Linked DNA regions of Drosophila melanogaster: region 2 is linked to region 1. A link is a contact called in public Hi-C data. All regions are on one chromosome and are shown on one strand. The core of a region is the stretch at or near the end of the contact, and the rest is flanking DNA. Distances in the headings are between cores, read along the strand shown. Region 1 has its middle 34 kb from the start of lncRNA:CR45115. Region 2 has its middle 6.1 kb from the start of CG45413.

Evidence for each region. Hi-C and Micro-C count contacts between places; a contact is called where the count stands out from the background.
Region 2: a contact with region 1 is called in a Hi-C map of the Kc167 cell line, with 2.0 times the contacts expected there. A contact is called at or near these places in 3 of 107 Hi-C or Micro-C datasets (the Clone 8 cell line, the Kc167 cell line and the S2 cell line).

What each region holds. Positions count from the first base shown.
Region 1 is chr3L:6,830,819-6,833,752 of dm6, forward strand. No RefSeq gene overlaps it. Among named protein-coding and RNA genes, the nearest start is that of lncRNA:CR45115, 34 kb to the right of the region's middle.
Region 2 is chr3L:6,924,269-6,927,411 of dm6, forward strand. No RefSeq gene overlaps it. Among named protein-coding and RNA genes, the nearest start is that of CG45413, 6.1 kb to the right of the region's middle.

The DNA of each region.
Region 1 (2,934 bases), core at 28-2,527:
TGGAATTTTTTTTCAGCTGATGGTGCGAGAGTGGGAGTGAAAGGCCCCACTGGAGATTTCACAGCTTTTGGCTTTGTTTGATTTGTCAAAATGTTAAATGGATCCCCGTGGAAGATCCGTGTGTCGTAGCTGGAAATTGGTCAGCGTGTTTGCAAGTGGCAAACGAAAGTGGTTCCAGCCTGGTTATGGCGACTCTAGATTACACTGGATTGTGGGGTGACACATTATGTTGTGAGTGACAAAGGTTTAAATATTAAAAAGTAACATGTGGATTTACATAATGTGTATTTACTTTCCAGGTATTATTATAAAACTTCCAATATATGTTTCCAATATCTTTCAATAACTTCTGTGCTGATATGATTTGTTGGTATCGCTGGCATGTGTGTTGTTTGTTGTGTGGCTGCATTTTGAAAAACCACTTTGATCACCAGGTGCGCACCGAAGTTGTTCTGGTTCTCCTTGTTGTTAAACTCTGTTGGTGTTTTTCTTTTTCTATTTTTTTTTTCACTTTTATTTTTACTGCCGCCGCAGTTAGCGATTAGGCCAAAAGCGAAATATGTTTAGAACCTTGTTAAATGTCACCATTTTGGTATGCGACCTGAAATTGATAAATCGCCCAAGTGCGTGTCGGCTAATTTTTAGTGCGATATCTTTTCGGTTACCAATTTGCCGTCCTTGGGCAATGACAAACTGGAGCGAATCGAACTGGTTCGATTTTAAATCAGATTAATACTACCACCTGAAACCGGTGCACTAAATCCCACCGCAGCTCTAGGTGCAATTTCTCTGAATTGACAAAATGTTATTAATTGAACGGCAAGCGGGCAGAGCAGACACAATGCTCACTCAATTTGGCGAGGCTTCTGGTACCTCAAGTGCTAATAATTGGCAACAAAACCGGAGACAATGGCCAACCCAAAAGATGCCTATCAGATACCAGAGGGCAGGCCAAAAGAAAACTCTGGCCCGGCAAACCAGTGGAAGCAACTGAAACTGAAACCGAAACCGAAACTGATAGCCAAAGAGGCCCAGGAGCGTTCTGAAGTTGAAGTTGTGCAGACGCACCTTGACTTCGTTTTGGGTTTTGGTAACAAAATAATTTGTGTACCTGTGCACAAAAGGTGACTGTGGCTGGAAAAAAAAGGAAAAAAATGTATATATATAAAAAACACAGAATAAACGAAGGAGCAACGATCGCGCTCAACTGAGCGCATAAATGCCATAAAAATTGTTCCAGGCACGGTAATTAGTTGTTGTCCTGGCCGAAACGATCGACAAGGACCCCGTCGCTACGGCAAGGTGTTTTACTGTGGCCCTCGGGCCTGCGTCCTTTCCAGACCTCGCCAGACCATTGTCTTCTTGCCTTTTGCCATGTCACGGTAGTCAGCGGCTCGCATTCGCGGCTATAATTCATTAACGCTTCGCTGGATGGTCGCGATGTCTGGCAAACGGCAGCGAGAAAGTATGCGACTTTTCCCCCATTCCAGGCCACCTTTTCCTTATCGCCAAGTGGCAGTGGAAGGGCCATGGAAGGGGGAGCAGCTGGCAAGAAGTGCAGTTGGTGGTGCAGCCGCCAAAAAGGTGTATACAAGGTGGTCAGGCAAGTGTCGCCGCTCTGACCGCAGGTTCAAGGCTCTCAACTAGGCCACTTATCTCATTGGGCCTAAATGTGGCATTAGTCATTAAGTCTTAGCAACTAGTAAATTAGCTTATACTCAGGGTGGGAAAAAAGGGTGAGATAGGTCTAAATTGATACTAAAATTTTAAGTGGTTTTTGATTATACTCTATGATAAATATTTAAGCTTTTCCTTAACAACATATTACACAATAGGTGTAGTTTTCGGAAATACTAGAAATGTTATGCTTGCATAAATTTGTTTGAATATTAAGCGATTTGTATTGCTCAACCATTTGCAACATCAAATTCCAGCCTGTCAGTCAATGACCGTTTTGGCTATAAACCAGAAAATAGTGGCACATAGAATGTAGCTTAATGGGCCAACGAACTGTGCAAAACTGTGGCAGCAACTTTTCCTCCGGCCGCCGAGAAAGACAAACTGAGACCCACCGAGTTGGTTGCACAAATGGCCAACTCCAACTGTTTTGGCCCTCTCTTTCGCTCCTTGCAGCGTCGCCAGTTGGGCAAATGCTAATGTATGCAACACCCGCCGCCGACTGCCGACGACCTTGAAAAATTATGCAAAATCGATGTAAAGTGAAGTAAAAAAAAAATAAGCCAAACACACACACACACACACACTCGTCCAAACAAACAAACTGCGAAAATAAGTTCAGCAGCAGCGGCAAAAAAAAAACAAAAATGTGAAATGTAAATGTGGCACGGGGCGATGGGTGGCAAAAATGGTGTGATAGAAAGGGGCACTTGGATTTCCTTTCTTTCATGACTTTTTTTCCACCGCTGCTGTTATTGTATTTTTATGTAAAAAATTGGCGCAAATGAGCCAGACAATGTCGGTGCTCATGCGCGTTGCAAGGGCGGCGGCAAGAAAAGGGGGCGTGGCCGGTGAAAAGTTAAGCGTACGCTGAACTTTTTGCCAGCCGTCAGCTGATTTGCATACGATTTTGTCTGAAAAGAGATAGAGAGAGAGAGAGAACTTCATTTTCATTTTCGGCCGAGAGCGGAAGTTGCCGCCGCTGTCGTCACATTATGGTTTGTTTGCCATTTCCGTTTGGCATTTGCATGCGCTTTGCTTGCCAAAAAATCTAAAAAAAAAAAGAAAACGTAGTTGAAAAAAAAGAAAAGAGAGCAGTCTCCTGTTGATTTTTTGGCCGCCTCCTTGCTGCTCCTTGTGCAATTTAAATAATTTTGCATAATTTGTGGAAATTGACTTATGGATATCTCGGCGTTGTCTGCTCTTCATTTTTATGTGCTACTGCCACTTGTTGAGCGACTGACGCTTTTTCGGCAG
Region 2 (3,143 bases), core at 588-3,087, 94 kb after region 1:
TTGATTTGTGATCCGCATTAATTTGTCAATCGCAAGTCGTGCGTTGCGGATAAAAAAGTTGAGGGAATTTTGATTTTTTTGATGACCATTTCGATTAAACAGATAAAAAGCCAATGAAATTTATGAATAAATTTTGTATATATTTTCAACCATAATGCAAAAAGGAAAACTCTGATATGATATATTTATTAGATCTTGTGAAAGTACTAAGCTCTTCATCAAATACTAGTAATATTTATAAAAGAATCTTTAAGAATGACTGCAGCTATAGCAATATGGCTAATAAGGGAAACGCACTGGCAGCTGCTCCAGCTCGACTCAATCAACATTTCATTGATTCATAAGACTCATTACAACACCCAACTGGAGATATTTATGCTGCAAGTGGTACTCGCAACTATGTATGAATGCTAGCCGTCTGTCCTTCGCTTCCTGGGATGTTTCCATCGTGCGGTGGCATTGTTTTTGCCATTCTGCACATTCACAAAATTGATTTCATTCACAACATGCCACGTTTGCCTCATTAAATCATCACTCAGTAACTATCAATGTTCGATTGCCTGCGAGCTCATGTAAAAATCAGTTGGAGTGCTCAGAAAAATGCGGCCTGCTCGAGTGGAGAACAGATCAAATTAATTATGAATCAGAAAACAATGTAATTACATGAAACCCGATCGATGGACAGAAGCAACAGAGACCAAACACATATGGGGGGGGAAAAAATCCAAATAAAAGGCAGAAAACGCAATTGACATTTTTACAACGTTTTGCAGGCCAGAACAGCAGGGAAAGTTTGGCCAGAGAAACATGACAAATATCTGTGACAATCGACTGATTGTTGTTGGGTGCTCCCAGCTTGCATTCATCCTGTTTCCCCCCAGATCGTATATATATATGTATAAATGTATATATTTATAGCCCTCTGTAACCCGTTTGCGCACGCGTGAATGCCGCTGAGCCAGCGGGAATTGTCTGATGGCGCTAAACGGCCTGTTGGGCCATCGATGCCATCGATACCTTGGAGTTCACTCACTTGGCCCCCAAGCCTGTCTTTCGTACTAATAGCCAGGAGATATCTATCGCAACGGGGGGCTTGGGTACGTTTTCCGGGACTTGGCTGCCGTGGGTTGAACCCCAAAGGGGCGGCAAAAACCAAAATGACAGGCAATGAGCTCCGCCTTTTCCGCATTAGTTAGAAAAACCTAGAAAAAAAGGTTGAAAAAATGGAATGGAGGGATTAAATCTATGTTAAAAAGCTTCAAGTTTTGCGAAATTGCCGCAACGGGAAATTTAGTAATCATTTTAAGTACACCTCCATCTGTATTCTACTTCAAGCTTTAAATTTTAAGAAGATATGCAAAGAATGTTTATTTAATTTAAAACCTACATTAACCCAAATTAAAATTTGTTTCAGTAAATGAAAGGTTAACTTTAAAAGCCTGCTTTTTAAATTCATAATTTATATTTGGCATGATATGCAAATCTATTCCTTTCCGCAATAAAAAAGTTCTTTAAATAAGCCACTAAAATTTCATAGAGTTTTTGGCCAAGAAGTTTTTTGGTTATTTTCCAATATTACAGCGCATTTTTCTAGTTCATATTTTTTGTTAGCAATTCGAACTGCGCATGGAAAGTTTTTCTCAGCTCCTCCTATTTTCAACGCGCGAATGGCGAATCGCACACCACTCACACACACGCGCACACACACACAAGCGAACTGAAATCGAAAAGCTCAGGCGCACCTACACACACAAGCGTAGGCGCCTCTCACATACGGCAGCTGAGGAAGAAGAAGCAGCAGCCGCTTCGTCTGTTTTCGTAGCATACTTTTAGGTGGTGGCTGCATCTTCGTACTCTAAATACATGACCGAATGTCGCCTCGCCTTTTCCCTATGTACTCCCTCTATGTATACATACACCCACATATTTATTTACCCAACTGTCACTGCAGTACCACGCACACCACCGCCCCCCCCCCCTTCAGCGGCACCTGCTCCTTGCGTATATTTCAATTTGTCTGCAGCTCGAAATTGCTTTTTTGTGCATTTTGTCAAATGAATTTTCCACGTCGCTCACAGGAATTATTTGGAATTTGTTTGCAGCTGTGCTTCCCCTATTTCGTTGATTTATACGCATTACCCCCTATATCACATCTATATATATAGGTATCTTTATAATATTTTTATGTGGCAGAGTAGTAAAATTCTTATCTCGTCGCCAACTAATTTTGTGATTGCATGCTGCGTCTGCCGAGAAGAGAAAATGCTCTGAATTTAAATTGGATTTTTGCGCACATTAAAATGCATTTTCCATCGGGTTAGTTATGAATGCATATGAGGTGACTTTGCCCAGTATGGAGGGGGTGGGAAAACTCCACTGGGGGGTGCCCATATCCGATAGATCCCATAGAGTGGGTGAACCTACACGGACTACACTAAATGTTTACGTTTCCTGAGCGTCAAGCAAACATGGCAAACATTTAGCAATGTTTTTCCAGCATTTCGGAAATAATTGCCGACATTCTGAACCGAATGGAGCCATAAAAAGCCGGCTTACTTGACGTGACGGTTAGCCACAAAACCAGCGAAAAGACAGCGAAAAAAAAACGGAAAAAATAACAGAGGCAGAAACGGGTTAAAAATAAGAATAAAATGTAACGAAATACTCGCGACGTGGCCACAACATAGAACATGGCTAATTCTTGCATGACAATTTCACATTCATAACCCTTTTTGTCCACGCTGTCCGTTGGTCGGCACGGTCGCCAGTCTTCCGTCTCATAATTATGCTCTATATAAAGTATGAGCTTGTAAAGGGTAGCTTAACTATATAATAAATTCGTATAAATAAGAAATAACAAAAAGCCTAACATATAGAAATTAATGTATTGCCATATTTCCGAACTAATTGACTACAGGGCACGATTTCAAATATAAACTCTTTAGAATTGTTTAGTGTATTTCCAAATTCATAAATTTTCGTTTTCTTAAGTTTTTCTCTCATTTTCCCCCTCTGTGACACGCCATTTTTTCAATTTTATATCATGGCATTTCCACGGCAATTTTGTAAGCCGCGATTTGCGATTGTTCATTTTAAGCGCTCTGTTAATTGTTAATTTTTATGGTCTGGCAATTGCGGCGAAT